6 separate regions of the Mus musculus genome follow, and regions 1, 2, 4, 5 and 6 are each linked to region 3. Evidence: chromatin contacts called from public Hi-C, HiCAR-type and promoter capture Hi-C data. All regions are on one chromosome and are shown on one strand. Each heading gives the region's core, a stretch centred on a gene start, on an enhancer-like site or on the middle of the called end of the contact. The rest is flanking DNA. Distances are from core to core; before and after follow the strand shown.

The links. Promoter capture Hi-C pulls out the DNA fragments that hold promoters and counts their contacts. A called contact is a pair of places that touch in the nucleus more often than the background predicts. HiCAR-type assays count read pairs that join an accessible place to other places.
Region 1: a promoter capture Hi-C map of hippocampal neurons shows a contact between it and region 3, with 7 times the contacts expected there. The contact joins the promoter of 1700010G06Rik here to the promoter of Efr3a in region 3. A contact is called at or near these places in 3 of 39 promoter capture datasets (embryonic stem cells, hippocampal neurons and stem cell-derived epiblast-like cells), 4 of 115 datasets of contacts at active chromatin or transcription factors (astrocytes, differentiating embryonic stem cells, embryonic stem cells and 1 more) and 1 of 9 other capture datasets (liver).
Region 2: a contact with region 3 is called in a Hi-C map of the N1E-115 cell line, with 5 times the contacts expected there. The contact joins the enhancer-like site here to the promoter of Efr3a in region 3. A contact is called at or near these places in 4 of 39 promoter capture datasets (embryonic stem cells, hippocampal neurons, liver and 1 more), 1 of 484 Hi-C or Micro-C datasets (the N1E-115 cell line) and 3 of 115 datasets of contacts at active chromatin or transcription factors (astrocytes, embryonic forebrain and stem cell-derived neural progenitor cells).
Region 4: a HiCAR-type map of astrocytes shows a contact between it and region 3, with 4 times the contacts expected there. The contact joins the enhancer-like site here to the promoter of Efr3a in region 3. A contact is called at or near these places in 6 of 39 promoter capture datasets (the 3T3-L1 cell line, 3T3-L1-derived adipocytes, hippocampal neurons and 2 more) and 1 of 115 datasets of contacts at active chromatin or transcription factors (astrocytes).
Region 5: a contact with region 3 is called in a HiCAR-type map of astrocytes, with 4 times the contacts expected there. The contact joins the enhancer-like site here to the promoter of Efr3a in region 3. A contact is called at or near these places in 2 of 39 promoter capture datasets (embryonic stem cells and hippocampal neurons) and 4 of 115 datasets of contacts at active chromatin or transcription factors (astrocytes, embryonic forebrain, embryonic stem cells and 1 more).
Region 6: a HiCAR-type map of astrocytes shows a contact between it and region 3, with 3 times the contacts expected there. The contact joins the enhancer-like site here to the promoter of Efr3a in region 3. A contact is called at or near these places in 5 of 39 promoter capture datasets (the 3T3-L1 cell line, hippocampal neurons, liver and 2 more) and 4 of 115 datasets of contacts at active chromatin or transcription factors (astrocytes, cardiomyocytes, embryonic forebrain and 1 more).

The regions. Positions count from the first base shown.
Region 1 is chr15:64,312,827-64,315,526 of GRCm38.p6, reverse strand. It overlaps 1700010G06Rik (a long non-coding RNA gene), which reads right to left and starts at 1,409. Exons shown (of 2, transcript XR_003951590.1): 1 at 994-1,409; 2 at 1-569. All of the region lies in intron 2 of Asap1 (ArfGAP with SH3 domain, ankyrin repeat and PH domain1), which reads left to right.
Region 2 is chr15:64,270,568-64,273,267 of GRCm38.p6, reverse strand. All of the region lies in intron 3 of Asap1 (ArfGAP with SH3 domain, ankyrin repeat and PH domain1), which reads left to right. Among named protein-coding and RNA genes, the nearest start is that of 1700010G06Rik, 42 kb to the left of the region's middle. Within about 2 kb of position 1,422, at least 48 of the 459 cell types and tissues checked have an H3K27ac peak or open chromatin away from gene starts, as enhancers often do. A contact at or near this core is called in the N1E-115 cell line and hippocampal neurons, where this site is marked.
Region 3 is chr15:65,785,641-65,788,340 of GRCm38.p6, reverse strand. Efr3a (EFR3 homolog A) reads right to left here and starts at 1,321. Exons shown (of 23, transcript NM_133766.4): 1 at 1,095-1,321. The coding sequence starts at 1,104. Gm41339 (a long non-coding RNA gene) reads left to right here and starts at 1,298. Exons shown (of 3, transcript XR_875389.2): 1 at 1,298-1,464. Gm41338 (a long non-coding RNA gene) reads right to left here and starts at 744. Exons shown (of 2, transcript XR_875388.2): 1 at 1-744.
Region 4 is chr15:64,151,531-64,154,230 of GRCm38.p6, reverse strand. It overlaps Asap1 (ArfGAP with SH3 domain, ankyrin repeat and PH domain1), which reads left to right. Exons shown (of 31, transcript NM_010026.3): 12 at 379-387; 13 at 1,301-1,401. Among named protein-coding and RNA genes, the nearest start is that of Gm20717, 55 kb to the right of the region's middle. Within about 2 kb of position 1,395, at least 39 of the 459 cell types and tissues checked have an H3K27ac peak or open chromatin away from gene starts, as enhancers often do. A contact at or near this core is called in astrocytes and liver, where this site is marked.
Region 5 is chr15:64,344,019-64,346,718 of GRCm38.p6, reverse strand. All of the region lies in intron 2 of Asap1 (ArfGAP with SH3 domain, ankyrin repeat and PH domain1), which reads left to right. Among named protein-coding and RNA genes, the nearest start is that of 1700010G06Rik, 31 kb to the right of the region's middle. Within about 2 kb of position 1,443, at least 68 of the 459 cell types and tissues checked have an H3K27ac peak or open chromatin away from gene starts, as enhancers often do. A contact at or near this core is called in astrocytes, where this site is marked.
Region 6 is chr15:64,117,265-64,119,964 of GRCm38.p6, reverse strand. Asap1 (ArfGAP with SH3 domain, ankyrin repeat and PH domain1) reads left to right here. Exons shown (of 31, transcript NM_010026.3): 25 at 1-7. Among named protein-coding and RNA genes, the nearest start is that of Gm20717, 20 kb to the right of the region's middle. Within about 2 kb of position 1,339, at least 79 of the 459 cell types and tissues checked have an H3K27ac peak or open chromatin away from gene starts, as enhancers often do. A contact at or near this core is called in astrocytes and embryonic forebrain, where this site is marked.

The DNA of each region.
Region 1 (2,700 bases), core at 160-2,659, 1.5 Mb after region 3:
TGCTTTATATAAGCCGGGTTCACAGAAGCTCGAGTCTGTGTGCACGTGTCTTTTTCTGGCTTTGGAGAGGATAAGTGTGTATTTCTGGGTAGTTCCCTGTAAAGAAACCCAGCCTTTCAGCTTTGCCCACGCCAGACTCTATTTGCTTTTAGATATCCAGGAATGGCGTTCGGGGTATTTGAGAAAAAGGGAGGTGCAGATGGTTTTGCACCAGGGCATGGTTTCAAATTTAAAGAGGATTATGGTCCATGAACCCCAGAGATGGTGGGTTGAGGTGCGAAGCTTTGAAATTCTAATTGCAGACCAGTCTAAGGAGGTATATGCTTACCAGAGCACAATATCTCATTGTTCATATAGTCCCCTCTTGGCTGGAGGAGGCAGGGGAGGGGCAGATACATAACATAATCTTCGGAGGAAACTGAAACAGCAATTGGTGGCGGCAGTTTGGGCTCTCCGGTGAATTCAGAAAGAAATCCCTGGCTGTTTACCACTGCTGAGCTTGGAATAATCTTGACTCGTTCATCTGCAGAGCCAGGTGTGGGAGCAAACCGGCTGGAGCTGGGAGGGCTCTGTGTGGTGGTCATTTTTGACACGCCTTACCCTCTTATTTGATAAACTCATGCCACCCAAACCCAAGGTATCTGAATTAGGAGAGAAAGCTGTGGAATTCAGGGTCTCTGGGAACAGACACACTTATTAGCTAAGTCTAGGCTCTGAACAACAGTTCATTTTTACTGTTTATGTCACACACACAGAGGAGTGCTGCCAGCTCAGTAGACAGGGCAGGTACTAGATGACAACTGGGGTGTGGGGGGTGGGACCAGACTGGCTCACAGCCCTGAGGAAGACAAATCCTTTCAGAGGGAAGCCCCAGTGCTCACTGATTTTTCTCGCTGATTTGCTCTCAGTACTTTATAGGGGAGCATGGGATTTCTGAGGCGCAGGGAGCTTAATTAGGCCAAGCTAGTGAGGGTCATATTTGTTCCAACTTACAGAATTTTCCAGATGCTGTGAGAAATGAGCTAGGATTCTCTTCTGGAATGTTCATTCTCCAAATGCTACATCTTGCAGCCCTGGCAACCAGTGAGCCTGCCCTTGTGGGGTGGTCAGCTGCCAGTCTCCTCCTGCCTTATTTTCTCCCTGAGAGCTAAACCCTCCATGTCTCCCAAACCAAACTTTTAAAGTACTGAGGAGAGAAAGTACTCTTGTTTATGTTTAACCTCTTTATTCACTAGTTTTTTTTAAAAGGTCAGTTTGCCAGGGATGTGTTTCTTTATGCTCATTCCCTTAGCAAGTTCTTCCTGTAGTAGGCGGAGACACTTCCCTGCCTTGGAGAGCACTGGTAGGAACCGCAGTGGAGGCACAGTGCACACCCAATTCGGTCAAGCCAGGAAGAGAAACAGCACACATTTTAACCCATTTTTTCCTATGCAGAGAGCAAGTCCTCATCCATGAACTCAGCCTCCTCCATGAGGGTCCCTGTCTTCTACTTTCATGGGAGGCAGTTAGGGGTCCAAGATTCCCAGCCAACAGGGTATCGAGTGGTGTATCCATTCTATTCTGCACACTTTGACTGAGCCTTCTCTGACCATGGTTTATGTATGGCTCTGTCATTTTCTCCTACTCCTCCTCTGTATTGCCTATTTGTCTGGTCCTCTGCTGCAAAGCAAATTCCAAGACAGCAGGAATGTGGCCCTTGCCGACATCACTCATCTCAGAATTTGTCAGCTTGTGAGGCGAACCTTTTCCTCTTGACATGCAGTCTTCTCCTCCCTCCCTGCCGGTCCTCACTCAAGACAAGCCCTCTCCGTGGGTCCCTGAGCCACACGACCCACACGCGGCCAGAAAGGCCAGCGAACACAACCTCTAGCTAGCTATATCGGACGGTATGCAGGCAGGTCTGAGTGGGCCACAGGGCTTGCCTTCCAAAGCAGGCTTTAATGGAGGCCAGTCATACGCTTTCAAGGGCTCCTGGAGGCCAATCCCAAGGACTAGGTGGGTTTTGTTGATACCATTCTCAAAATCTTCCAGTCGGTGGTGAGAAATTAGATGGGTATGTTGGACTAACAACAGTAGACATCTTGCTGGGGCTGAATTGGTACTTTTCTCAGAAGAAAGTCAGTTCCTGCTTAGCAGTGAAGAGCATTTGCACCTGAGAAATACTTTTTGCATCTCCGGATGCTCGGCGGTCCTCTGGGGTAGGGGAAGAAAAAAAAAAAACCAAATACATCTGGACAGATGAAAGTATTTTAAAACAACCCTTCCTGTCTCTGCACAAGGCACAGCATTGGCGTTCAGAGGGCAGCAGGGCTGCGCCCCCATCCCTCGGTCCGCGCAGAAGGGAGACGGCTTTCCGGGCCTCGCTTCCTGCACCCACTCGGGACTAAAAAAGAACACGAACAACTTTTTTTTTTTTTTTTTTTTTGGTCCCTCTCTTGCAAAAACGCTCGCGTAACCAGCTCGCTGAAGTAACCGCTCCGGGGGCGGCCGGGTGTGTGTGTGTGTGCGTGGGGCGCGGTTCCGGAGCCCCACGGGCACGAGCACCAGCGCCGGCGGCTGCGAGGTGGGGGCCGCGCGAGGGCCGGGCGGCGGGGGGGGGGGGTAAGTGGAGAGAGAGGGGCGGGCGGGGCGTGCGGGGCGCGTGCGCAGAGCACTTCCGTGTTTGTCCCCGTGACTGGCGCGGGCGCGCCGCCCGCCGCT
Region 2 (2,700 bases), core at 173-2,672, 1.5 Mb after region 3:
TGCCACACGCCTGCTTCTCCTTACCTACCAGATGCTTTCATGCTCGATCAAACATCGCTAAGCTCAGATGGATAGACAGAGCTGAAAATCAATAGTATCACCAGTGTTTCATGGTATGCACAAGTGGCTTGTGAATGGCAGGGACCTGACTTCACTTTAAGATCTTAAAGCTCGTGTCCTGATAACATGCCAGAGACTCAAGTTTCTGTTTTACAGTTAACAGAATTTTGAATTTTTCTAAATCTGTACTCTTGCTTTATCTTACATGATTTTTAAAAACAGATTTCCTTTTAGAATTAGATAATTGCCCTTTTGGTTACTTACCTGTTTACCTGTTGTTCCAGTGTCTTAAACTGAAAGACTGGATGTATTGTGCTCTTCTGCAAAGTGAACTAGGACAGTGGTGTTGATGTCTACTGACCTAGTTGGGGGTTTGGGCAGATAATTTTACTGTTTTCCATAGGCGAATTCTACTCTCAGTGTTTCTGTCATCTTATACTAGGGGACACTAAAAACAGAAGGCCCTTGCCCTTGGTACTATAGAGAAAGCTAGGTCTAGGTTGGTTATGGCAGTGGTGTTTTAGTTTGTTTGGATTTTTGTTTTTGGCGTGGTTTTCCTCCTTAGTTTTTCCTGCCTGACAGTGATATCTTTCTCTTTTCAAGTTTTAAATCTTAAGTGTCAGGCCTTAGTCTATGCCTCCCTCCCCTTCCTGTTGAGAGAGGGCCTTTCAGTGTTGTCCAGAGAGACTACATATGTGGATCCAGCTCTCTCTATATTCCTCATGGTCACCAACCCTAGAGATCTGTGTGTGACGTGCTCACTAATACTTTCTTTTTTTGTTTCTGCTTGTTTTGTTTTGAGACAGAGTCTCTGCATAGTACTGGTTGTCCTGGAACTTACAGAGATCTGCCTGCCTCTACCTCCTGAGTGCTGAGATAAAAGGCGTGCACAACCACACCCGGCTAATTATTTCACATTTTGCAATGAATCCTTTTGAAAAGCATGGTAAATTTAACTTTGCGGTGTGAAATAATGCTTCTTTTTTTTTTTAATTCCACAACACAGTTTTGAGAATTCTATGAGATGAGAGCACATAAAAATATCCTCTTATGAATTACAGTGACAGCTGATATTTTATGCATGACATATAAAGGATGTATGGAGTACAAGCAGGCCTCGTATTGCTATATATTCTGCATTCTCCACTGGTGATATGACTGTCTCCTCAGTTGCTAAAAATCAACCATTTACCCTCTGGTTGCACTGTTGTACTTATCTAGTTATTAATATTGGTTTTCTCCATTCCTTTTCAACTTTTTAAAACAAAAATGTGTGTGTGTGTGTGTGTGTGTGTGTGTGTGCCCCTACATGAGCTTATGTGCACCACAGGCATGCCTGAGGCCTCGGAACTGGAGTTAAGGCCGTTGTGAGCCATTTGATAGGAATGTGGAGAGCTGAACTCTCGTGCTCTCAACCACTAAGTAAAGTCTCCAGCCTTCCTCCATTTTATTTGTTTTGTTTTGCTTTTAATGTTTCTCTACTCACTTTTTCTAGCAAGCTTTTAGGAAGGGACCTTGGAACTTGAGTTGCTGGGTCTGTTGCTTTCGCACAGAGCATGTTCTGTGTTAAATGAGTTAATGTCCCCACTGGTAGATATGAGTGAGGTTTGCCTTCACAGGGAGAGTAAGCTGTAACTCCCCCTGCCTGGGTGGTAGAATATTTGCTCATATTTGACTGCACAGTGTTCTCACATCCCACATGGAAGATGCCCACTGCCTCTCCAGGGCCTGGGGCAAGACCTCACTACCTCTGGATCTGGTTTCATTACCTTTCATTCACTGGTGCCACAGTCTGTTAGATAAGTGCCAGGCATTTTCCTCAACATATTTTTTTATTATTCCTTTTTAGTCTTATTTTCTTATAGGACAGACAGGGCTGTCTTAAAATTAGCAACAGCTGTAGGCTGCTCCTGGCTATGTGAGTCAACGCCACAGTGACTTAAACAAAGGTACCATCCTATTTCTGGCTGCACAGGTTTTGCTTGCGATCTTTTGAGCATTTCTATCAAGGTAGAAACAATGCTGTTTCTTCTCCATATACCCTCAATTCTTCCTACAGAGGACATGAACATTGTAAAAACACTTTGGTAAACCCAACAGTGGCATTCTATCTAGTCCATATGATCTGATGAATGCTGTCAGTTTTCTTACAGTTTTTATTCAAATGGTGCAGAAGCCCAGCTTTCAGATCTGTATCTATATTTCAGAGTTCCCTTCACAGCTTTCTTGATGGGTAGTGCTGGGACCACAAATTGTTGTTGGAGAAGATGTTTCTTTGTACTGATAGTGTTTCCCACTTCCACAGACAGTTTCCTTCTTCGTTTTCTCCTGTCTGTCTGTCTGTCTGTCTGTTTTCACCGCCCCCTCTTTTTGTTTGTTTTCTGAGGGAGAGTTTCTCTGTATAGACCTGCCTGTCCTGGAACTCATTCTGTAGACCAGGCCGGCCTTGAACTCACCTGCCTCTGCTTCCCAAGGGCTGGAATTAAAGGTGTGCACCACTATCTGGCCCATGGACAGTTCTTTTTTTATTTTTATCTATTTTTTTTTATTTTTTTATTTCTGAGACATGGAAAAGATTTCAACCATGTTCTCTTGCATATATCAGTTTTAAGGTCTTGAAGGTTTTGAAGGCAGGTACTA
Region 3 (2,700 bases), core at 72-2,571:
TCTTTCTCCCCTTTCGTTTCCCAGAAGATTGGCACGGTGCTAATTCCAAATAGTCAAATAATAGAACATGAGTGTAAGGAATAATAAAACTGGCAATAATGATCATGAACAAGATAGGCAGAGAATATACCTCCAGGCTGGAGGAATCAAGCAGAAATGTAAAGTAAGAAACACAGAATAACGTGCAAACAAAATAAAACACACTTGGTATTTGAGGGGTCAAAGTGACCTTTACATTATGATGAAAGGTTTGACACAGCTATGAGGCAAACCATTCTAGTATTCAGAAAGAAATCTTTACCCAACACTAGAAGAAATTGTGCATTTGAAGCTGCCTAGAAATCCCGTACTTATGTCTACAGAAACCATGCAGGGCTAGTTAGGAATTCCGAGAAAAACATTCACAAGTCTTTAAAGATTCTATGGCAAGACACACTTACAAGAGCACTACTTGCAAAGACCCTCAAAAACCCATAACCAGCATCAGCCACCCAGTTAGCACGTAATCAATGTGAGCCACATGATTTAAAGCCTCAGCGTGAGTATCTGGGTCACTCTTAGCAACTGTGTAGTACCTTGTAGTACAGTGTCTCTCTCTCAAAGCCTCGACTACCGGGGTCATCTCGAAACCTATCGTCCCTCTGGGACAGCCGGGATGCTTGCTATGAGTGGAGCCCGGGTCCCACCGCAGGCGGGCAAGCCAAAACCGCGTCCAAGTCAGCCAAGAAGTAGTCAGACTGACACACTTCGGGGCAGCCCGGCCTCTGGCCGCAGGGAGGGCTGCAGCCTGTCCCTCGGACCTAAGTCCCTCAAACTAAGGCAGCACAGGCCTCGACCTTGGGGCCACAGTCGAGTGGGCCCGCGCGGCGAGTGGACCAGCCCGGGCTTCCCGGGTCGCACTGGTCTCCGTTACCGCGCCGTCACCGCGGGCCGCCGTCAGTTCCCGTAACGCTCCCGCCTCAGTTTCCCCGAGGGTGCACAGAGATCCCGCGCTCCCCGCCCACGGGACGCTGAAGTCTAAGCGAAACTAACTCAGGGCGGACCGGCGCTTCCTGGAGGCGCTGCCCGCCCGCCCGGCCTGGCCCGACACTCACGGGTAGGCATGGCGACCCGAGTTCGCCGCGCTCGCCGCCGTCCCGGGACTCAGAGGGGAAGCGCGAGCCGCGCCGACCGCAGCATGACTGCGGAAGCCCGGCCACGGACGCCTCGTCGGGGCGGAGGACGAATTGCCGAGAGAGCGGACGCCGACCGGGTACAGCGACCACCGGCCGTGATCCGCGCCCCGTCGACGACGCGGTGGGCCGACCCACGCCCGTGACGTCAGCGCGTTGCCGCTGGGAGGCTCCGCCCCCAAGCGCTAAGCTCGGCCCCCAAGCGGTGACTGCTTGGCTTGGCCCTTACCTGCAGAGTGGGCAGCAGGAAGGCTGGCTGTTTTAACTCCAAGGTCACTTTAGGACTGTGAGGGTAAGGCCAATAGTCTTGAGTGTAGTGACTTTCCCCAGGCTCCCGTTCGGATCTATTTAACTGCCAGATTTGTGTCGGAAAGCCCAATGCTTTTGAAATGCACTTGGGTTATCTGGGGTGATAGTTGAGCATTTTCTCTGAGGACAGAAGAAAATGTCATTTCTCCTGGGGCTTCCCGTAACTTTCAAAGTGAGACAGTCCTCAGGACTTGGTCTTCTTCTTTCGAACAAGTTCTGAACACTTGGCTAACCCTGTTCTTAGCTCTGGGTATCATTAATATTCTACTTGATGGGTCTATTGGGAATCACAAATCTGGGTCAACCCTAGAGCCAGGGCATCTCTAATGTGGGCAGTACACATAACATTGGCCAGACACCATACTCTGGCCACAGCCCCTTTAGAGAAATAAAAGCAATGTCCAGAAGTCCAATACTGTGTTTCCAAAGTGGCTCATTTAAGAGACATGGAATTCTGCTATAGAATTAGTAATGAGTATATTACTAAGTCCTGAGCTAATGCTGCTGGATAGCATATGGGATGATGTAACTATACACTTTGGTTTGCAGACCTATACCCTGGAGCGTAGTGCCAACTTTCTGCTTAAGAAATAAGATTGTGAAGTCTGAAGAGGAGGAGATAAAGAAGATGAAGTAACCAGGAAGGCCTGAGGGCAATTACTCTTTGAGTCAACTTGGAATAAAACAGAATTTGAATTAGCAAAGGCCTTGGAGGAAGGGGGGGGGGTGTGGAGAATAGAAGCAATTTCTCGAGTGAGTCATAGAAACGAGTGAAGGGAAGTACACGTAAGAGATGTGAGACTTGTCCCTTGCTGACAGGGAAGGACAAACCAGCAAGGATGAAGCCCATACTTAAACAGGTTCTGTGATCGTAGAGTCGTCAATCTGACAGAATCTGGAATTACCGGGGATGCAGGCCTCTGGGCATGCCCGTGAGGATTATCTTGATTAGGTTAATTGAGGTGGGAAGACCTGGACAGCATAAGTGCCAAGAGACAGCTCAGCAGCAGAACACACAGAGCACTCGGCTTCCCAGCAGTACAGTCCACTGCTGCTACATCTTCACCAGAACTGACTGCAACCTTGAACTGTGAACCAGAAGAAGCCCTTTCTATGAGATTCAATATGGTGGGGTGTGCCTTTGGTTCCAGCCAGAGCAGGCAGCTCTCTGTGAGTTTAAGGACAAGTTGGATCTGTATATAAAGTCTCAGGCCAGCTA
Region 4 (2,700 bases), core at 146-2,645, 1.6 Mb after region 3:
ATATGTGGCTCTGATATTCTGAGTTTTCAGTTTATTTTGGTTTTACTGAGGCATTGGTTCTGTGTTCCCACATTTTGAATGATGTTACCATTTACTGAGAAATGTACGCCTTATCATCTTCATTGTGTTTATCTCCTCACCACACATGAGCTAAAATATGTAACACTTGATTTGATTGGTATAGAAATATTTTACTGCTTTATCATCCAGATTCTATTATGATCATGGATGTGTTTTTTGGTACATCTTTACAATAATCTTTTCTATGTATATTTTATAAACTGCTTAAGTAATGGCTGACAGAGCTTTTAACACAATTAACTATTTTCAATCTTCTGCCTTTTTTTTTCTTTGTTGCTTTGCCCTTCCTGATCGAAGTCTAGAAGAGTAAGTTAATACATTTGTGAGAATGCGTTGTCCTACTATGTACCTAGAGACTTGTCCTCTTGCTGCAACTCCACTATATGTTTATTTGTTTCATTTGTATTTTACTTCTTGGATTTTCATAGTATGGCCATTGTGTCTTGTCTTTCTGTCCTTAGCGTCCACGGCTAGGTACCAGTGGAGTGCCAAAGTGAAAGCAGGCTTGCTTGTTTCTTTTGCTGGAGTGTGCATGCTTTGTCACATCCTAGACTTTTCACACCGTAGGATGCTGATTTCAGACTAAACTCATCGGCATCAGTCTGTTTTGCAGAGAGCCGTAGGCAGATTGTTCCTTTTGTGGAATGTTTGCATAGTTTACTAACTGGGTAACTCAGGAGGTCCAAACCGCTCCCAAATCCAGGATGGTTTTGGGCATTTCAGTAATCAAAAGGTTTCAGAATTCAGATACTTTAATTATAGATGCTCAGTGTATAGATAGTTACAAGATTTGTATGCTGATTGCCAGTGCCCTGCTCCGAAATCTTTTTAATGAAGATGTCCTTTATTTAGAGGACTCCAGCACACACGTAAAGGAGAATAGGTACAGCCGAGGGAAGACACTGCCAGCTTGCACACTCCCTGCATTCTCTTCCCATTTAGCCCTTCCTGTTGCTTCCTGCTGTGAGTGAACACTGAGCCTAAATCAGAGCCCTGTTTCTTTTGTGTTTGAATCAGTACTAAACTAGACCCGGACCCTGGGCTCTGCCTAGGACTTGGTTTGTGAGTCAGGCAAAATATTGACATGTCCTACTTCTTCTGCTAAAATAAAAGGTAGGCCTGGACAGCTCCCAAAGTCCATAATTCCCCCAGGCACAGGCCAGCAGGCAAAGGCTCAGGGGCAGCACAGCATTTGCCAGTCTGTGCTTCTGTTTTCCAGGACTCTCAGAGCCGGCAAGGTGGGTACAGCATGCATCAGCTCCAGGGCAACAAGGAGTACGGCAGTGAAAAGAAGGGCTTCCTGCTGAAGAAGAGTGATGGGTACGTGTCGAGCCCTGGCAGCCCAGTGTGAGGCAAGCATGCCCAGGCAGTGCTCTCCCTGGGACGGTGTCCAGGCTCTTGTTGCGAAAACATACTTAAAAGCTTTCTGAGCTGGTTCTGCTTAAATAGTTGGCCTAACGTGCTGTCCTTACAAGAAGAACGATTGTTCTGCGTCCAGGTAACACCTCTTGCTTGTGACTTACACTTGTAGAAAGCTGAGAAGGGAGGCTCAGCTCTGCTTTATCATTGTCATATTCTCTCCTTGAGATGGCACCTGGCTGCCCAAACCCCAACCTTTGGGGTAACCTGTGACATTGTCTCTGTCACAACCAATCTATCACATACCTTCCCTTTTCTAATTAAAAATAATAGGCTTCTTGTCATCTCAGCTGCTTCTGCTCAGGGGTGAAGTCTTTTTCATGAGTCCTGTGTAGTTGAACTCTGAGTCTTCTCTGTGAGCACCTGCTCCCTGTGGCCACACCTCTTTCTCATCTATGCATAGCCCGCAGGACTGCACCGACAGTGAGAGAGAGCCCAGACTTCAGCCTGGGTGCTCTAACTTAGCATCAGGCATCTAGCGTTTGTCTTTCAAAATGTCCGTATCTGCCTTTGACCATTCTGGACATACTGAAGACAAAAACTGGCTCAAGCTTGTGCTGTCTTCTTTCTTTCAGTCTGTTCCCCCTTCAAACATTCACTTCACACACACACACACAGAAAACATTCTAGCATCCGAAGCACACGGCTAGATGCTAGAAGATAAAAGCTAAGGCAATATGCCTTTCCTGTCATGCATCCTTGGAAAGAAATGGAGAAAGATAAAGGAGATGGTTCAGTGCAGCATGGCCAAGGCCCTGCCTTCAGTCCGTACCTGAAAGAGAACGCTGGGAAGGAAAGGAGCAGAGGAGAGTTATCTACTCTCAGAGTTGGAAACGAAGGCGGCATATACGTTTTTCATATTCATACATGAGAGATGAGTACTAATCCAGAGTTGCTTTTGATGGCTTCTGGGGAAGAGAGAAATGCTGCACCTCTTTTGCGTGAAGACAGACCCCTTAAGAGTAAGCACTTGTATGTTGCGTGATTTTCATTTTCATGCAAATTGCATTAGTAATTTTTAACCCACTTTTGCAATACTTGTTACTTAAAAACTGTTATAAAAAATGAAAGAACAATTTTAGTTTTTTAAATAACTTTAAAACTTTATGCCTCAAAGGTACTTATAGGAGCCATTGCTTGCTTGTATTTTCTCAGAGTAATCCCAGATACTCTCATGCTACAGATAAAGAGAGTCTCTAA
Region 5 (2,700 bases), core at 194-2,693, 1.4 Mb after region 3:
GACCCCCATTCCCACAGCCTCTGCTGGTCCGGACACTTCCCTCAGTGCTGTGGCTCCTCCCTCTATGCCTTCCACTCCTGGTGCAGTGCTACTTCTAGTCCCCTGAGCTCACTGACATACCACTCAGAGCATAGTAAGCTGCCATTTCAAAGATGAGAGGGAGACAGTGACTGGGACAGAGCAGATGTGATGAGCATGATACAAGTGCTGGCTTCTTTGTGTGTCAAATTCCACTTAAAATGGACGGTACTGTGTGTTTATCTTTTACTTCGGGAAAACATGTCCTTTCGGGGTACACCGGTGTCTTCATTGGTAAAGTGTGCGCTGTGCAAGCGTGAGGGTCTGAGTTTAAGCCCCTGAAGCTAGGTGAGAAGGACAAATGTGGTGGCACATGTCTGTCACCCCAGTGTTCAGGATGCAGAGACAGCCAATCTGTCTATACTTATTGAGTTCCAGGTTTGGTGAGAGACCCTGCTTCAAAAATTAAGGTGGAGAGAGATTGAGGAAGACTGAATCATGAACCTGTGGCCTACATACAGATGAACACACACATGTGTGTCTCTGTGTATCACACACACACAAACACACACACACCTTAGCTGTGATGGGACCTGAGTGGCATCACTCAGGTAATTGCAAGACTTGAATGTCTATCACTTAGATCCCTCCTTCTTTCACTGAAGGGACAAAATCCACTGCGTATCCCTGAGGCCCTAGGAACTGGGATGCAGGGTACATGCAGATGATGCGGCCTGTCTTGTGAAGCGCTGTCTCCTAGAGGTGAACACCAGAGCCTTCAGATTAAGTTCAGTGTGGGATGCCCTAGGGCCGCAGGGTGGGGCTGGAAGCCAGCCTAACCACTCCACTGAGTGACTGGTAGGGAAAAGTTCCCACATTAGTGGGTAGTCCAGTCACATGTGGCCCACATTCTGCCATGTAAAGCAGTGTTCTTTACCTCAGAAGGGGTCAGCTTTTCTTGTCTTGTCTGTCACTGTCACAGTTAGGAGCTGCCTGGCACTCCAAGCAGCGGGCTGCACTCTAGCTGTGAATTCAGTGTGGAAAAGGCAAGAATAGGAGTGGAGACTTCCTAAATTAGGCAAGACAGTGTGAATGAAGGAAAGAATGAGTAAGATCACACCACGTAGCAGAGCAGGTGTCATGGCTGGAGAAGAGGGAGAGAAACCAGAGTGTTCCTGTTTGACACCGATAACCCCAGGAAGGCAGAAAAAGCAGCCCGCTGTGACCTAGAGGGATTCAGAAACCAGCTGGCATTGCTTCTAGGGTTTTTCTTCGTACATACAAATGACCTAACTTCAGCCTGCAACCATCCACAGCCAAGCCCTGGGAAAATCCTCTGCCTTCCAAATGTCAGGGCAGACTCTATCGCTGTCATGCTGCCGGCTGTTCGGCCAAATTGAATTTCCCTGCATCCAGCTGATGTCCCTTTTTGGCCACAGGGCAGGGATCAGGAATGTGCACTGCACATGGACAGGAAACGTGTCCCAGAAGCCAAACACAAGGCTGACCTTTCAACTCTGCATTTCTAACATAGCAGAAAGGGTCAGGATGCCTTAGGGGTCTGGATGGGAAAGAAAAAGAAACGCATGATAGGAAAACAGTTTTTAAGTCCCATTGTGAAGGGCGTTTGGATATGATTGACGTGGTCTGAAAGTCCTGAGGCCACTTTCCAGTTTTGGCTGTTCTTCAGTTACTGTATTCGCCTCAACCCAAGAGCCTGGAAAGTATGATCCCGTTCCCTCTTCCTCCCTGCTTCCCTCCCTCCTGCCCTCCCTCTGCCCTCCCTCCCTCCCTCTCTCCCTTCCTTCTTGTAGAAAGTAGAAAGCTGCAGCATGCTGGATCCTGTGCAGAGCCCTGGAAATAAGTGAGAAGCCCTGAGGGCCAAGCCTCTCTGAGCATCATTCATGTTCAGTCAATGTTTTAAAAGCTCTATGCATTCTACAAATGCCTATATTTTCTTTTTTTAAGTTTGTTTTTAAAATTAATATTTTTGTTAACGTGTATGATGGATTTCAATCTGACATTTTTATATACAGATATCCTTGTGTATTGGTATTTTTATAACCCCACTAGTACCCCTCTTCTTCCTCATATTTCTTCTTCACAGTGGTCCTCTTCCTCCCACAGCAAAGCCCCCCTTCTACTTCTGTGTGTGTGTGTGTGTGTGTGTGTGTGTGTGTGTGTGTGTATGTGTGTATATATGTGTGAATGTGTGTATTGTGTGAGTGTGTACATATGTGTGTGTGAATACATGTATTGTATGTGAGTATATGTGTGAATGTGTGTGTGAGTCCTGTTTTCTCAAGTGTCTTAATAGCATAGAGTTGGTTCTACCTCTTAGGGTATTGTTTCTGTTTTGATTTTCCAGGTGAAGAGGCAAGTACTGTATCACTAAGATACTTCCTAGCACCCTTTTGAAAGTACAGGGCTGGAAAGATGGCTCAGTAGGTAAGAGTACTGGCTGCTCTTCCAGAGGACTGGGTTCAATACCCAGCACTTATAGGGCAGCTCACAAATGTCTGCAACTCCAACTCCAGGGCACCCAACACGCTTACACAGACATACATGCAGGAAAAACAGCAAGGCACATAAATGCACATAAAGGAAAAAATAAATTAAAAGGAGATATTTTCTCAAAAAAAGAAAAAGAAAAAGAAATACTTCGTCCTTCATTTCTCTCAC
Region 6 (2,700 bases), core at 90-2,589, 1.7 Mb after region 3:
GGGAAAGGTACGAGCTTGAGGACGCTGATGGATTTGACCCCCTGGTTGCTTAGCCTGCCAGTTAAGTGGCAGGATCTGAAACATACTATCCGGGGCAGCTCAGAAGTGCGACTTTGTCATTCCCCAGGCACGAGAGTGCAAAAGGTCGTATCTTGGGTATTGTAGGTGTGTTTGTTACCTTGCATTAACCTCCAGTGAGTTACATGGCTTTTTATGCCCATCCTCCTGAAAAAAAAAAAAAAAAAAAAAAAAAAAAAACCAAGACTGAAACGGTAAAGTGACTTTGTAGTTGAGACTCAGTCTGAGAGCCATGGGTGTTAGCACCTGTGCTGTCTGTAGCTCTTGGTTCTCTGAAAGGCTACTTTGCTCTGTACTGAGATGCCTCTGTGTTAAATATGTGACTGTCTGAACTAAAGAGGTGAGAGTTGGTAGAAAGCGTGTCCTTACACATGAAGCCCTGGGTTTGATCCCCAGCACTGTGTGAAAGTGCACGTCACGATTACACAATCACTATCCTTCCAGATAACCCAAACGCCGTGCTTCTTAGTCTAATTACTTACACTCTTTTAATGATTTGATATTCATTTCCCCTTCCTTTTCTTCCTTTCATCGATGACTTCCCTCTCTAAAGTCTGAAATAAGCTGCCTGCCGTGCTATTAGCCTCCTTTGCAGTCCTTCTGTCACATGGGGGCCTCGCTCTTCTTGTAGGATTCCTACCCATATGAATTGTTGTTCCTGATTAAGTAGAAAAGCAACAGCACTCCTTCAGCAACCTCCATGGTTTCAATAGCCCTACTTAACTGGCTGGTACAGGAAACAATGAAATGATCAGGAGTTCGTTATCATTCTAGCAAGTTTGAGGACAACCTGCATTTCATGAGCCCCTGACTCCGGAGTGGGATGAGGGTGCCATAGTAGTTGATAATATCTGTGAAGCACTTGCCTCACAAGAGATCACACACCACACTTTTCCCATCCCAACGCCTCCAAATGAGGTAGGTAATGTAGGTTCTCATCTACCTGGGGTCCGAACACAGATCCCGTATGAACAAAACCCACAGTCCCATACTCTCAGATGAGGTGAGGATGGCCTAGGCCGCTGTTACTCCCTATGTTGTCAGATGCCTTCACCAGCCCAACATTAGGCCAGTGGAGGTGGTTCCCCACCCATTACCACAAACACTAGCCCTTTGTCCTCTCTCCAGAGTGTGTCCAGCTCTGGAGCTCGGTGTTGAGGGTCAAATTAAGACACAGAAATTTTAGGGCTGTAGCTGAGAGGTGCTGAGCACTGTAGCTGCCAGAGAATCCAAATGTGGGATTCTCCCAGTGCGCTCAGCCCCGGTCAGCACAGGTTGGCAGTGCCCTTGGTACACAACGACTGGCCTATTTGAATCACACTGGTGCTGTTTTCTGGCAAATGTGAGCTTTATTCAAAACTGGTTTTTTCACAGCTTATTCTCCATTGAAATCGTGTTATAAATGGGAGCTGTGTTCTTAGAGAGACCCCAAATGACCTTGTAGATCATAAAATGATAGGGAACATTACAATAAAGCTTTAGCGTGAGCAGTTCTCATCAAAGACAAACGCTTATGGTGGTGGATACAAGCCAAGTGTTTCTTATCATTCTGCACAGTCTACTAGAACACACTTTTAAAGACAGACCATTAATGTACCAAGCTTACAAATCTATACTGTGTGAGCTCTGTGCTGTTCTCCCTTCTGCAAAACCATGATCCCCAGCAAGTCGTGCTTCTGACAAGAGGACAGAAAGGAGCCTCCAGACCTGATAAATGCATCTGAAGGATTGATTTTCTGTGCCCTGGTTATGTGGTGACCTGTCTTGACAGGCAGAGCCAGCACCTGTTCAGAGAGCCTTCGCTGACAGCAGAAGCCAAGAACTAATACACCCAACCCCCACCCCTTGTAGCCTCCCTGTGTAATTTTATCTCACAGGGACGTAAAAAAAAAAAAAAAAAAACATAGAGTGCTCCATCTGGCTTAGTGCCAGGCATCACTCGCCTGCATTGAATAAATTCTAGCTAGCTCTTTACTGAACACCCAGAAAACAAAGGCTACATTTATTCAGCGGTTCAGCTGCTGAAATGGGCTTAGAGGTTTGGCCATAGCAACCGTGGTTAACGAAGGATAGACCACCTATCCCTTCCTTTTACAGGTCAAGCCCATGCTTGAAAATAGAACTTACTCTCCTGACTGAGTTCCCCCTGGCAGCCTATCGTGGGACATCAGATTCCGAGCATTGGACTGTCTGCTGCTGACACAGATAGACAGCTGCCTATCTGACAGCTGCCAGGCACTGAACCATAACTGTCCTTAACCAGCCGGGCTCACTTGCTCTTACATGGGAGAAACTTACAGTGTAAATATGATCCTTAGAGGACACTGTTAAACAGTCAGCTAGCACCCTGTGCAGAGGGCCTTGTGTTTTGTGGTCCTGTATTTTTTTTTTTTTCAATCTATCCTGCTAACTGGAATAACTATCTACTTGTAACAAAGCTGTCTGGAATCAGTCATCCTTTGGATTGTCATTAGTTTCTCTCCACAGCAAGGAAGGCCCTGGTCCTTGCTTATAGCACAAGCTACGCTCACAGATACAAATGTAGGAAGCTCGGGATCATGACTTCCTGGGACAGAACAGGCACCTCTGACAAAGTCCCCCACAAATAGGGGAGTGCAAGAG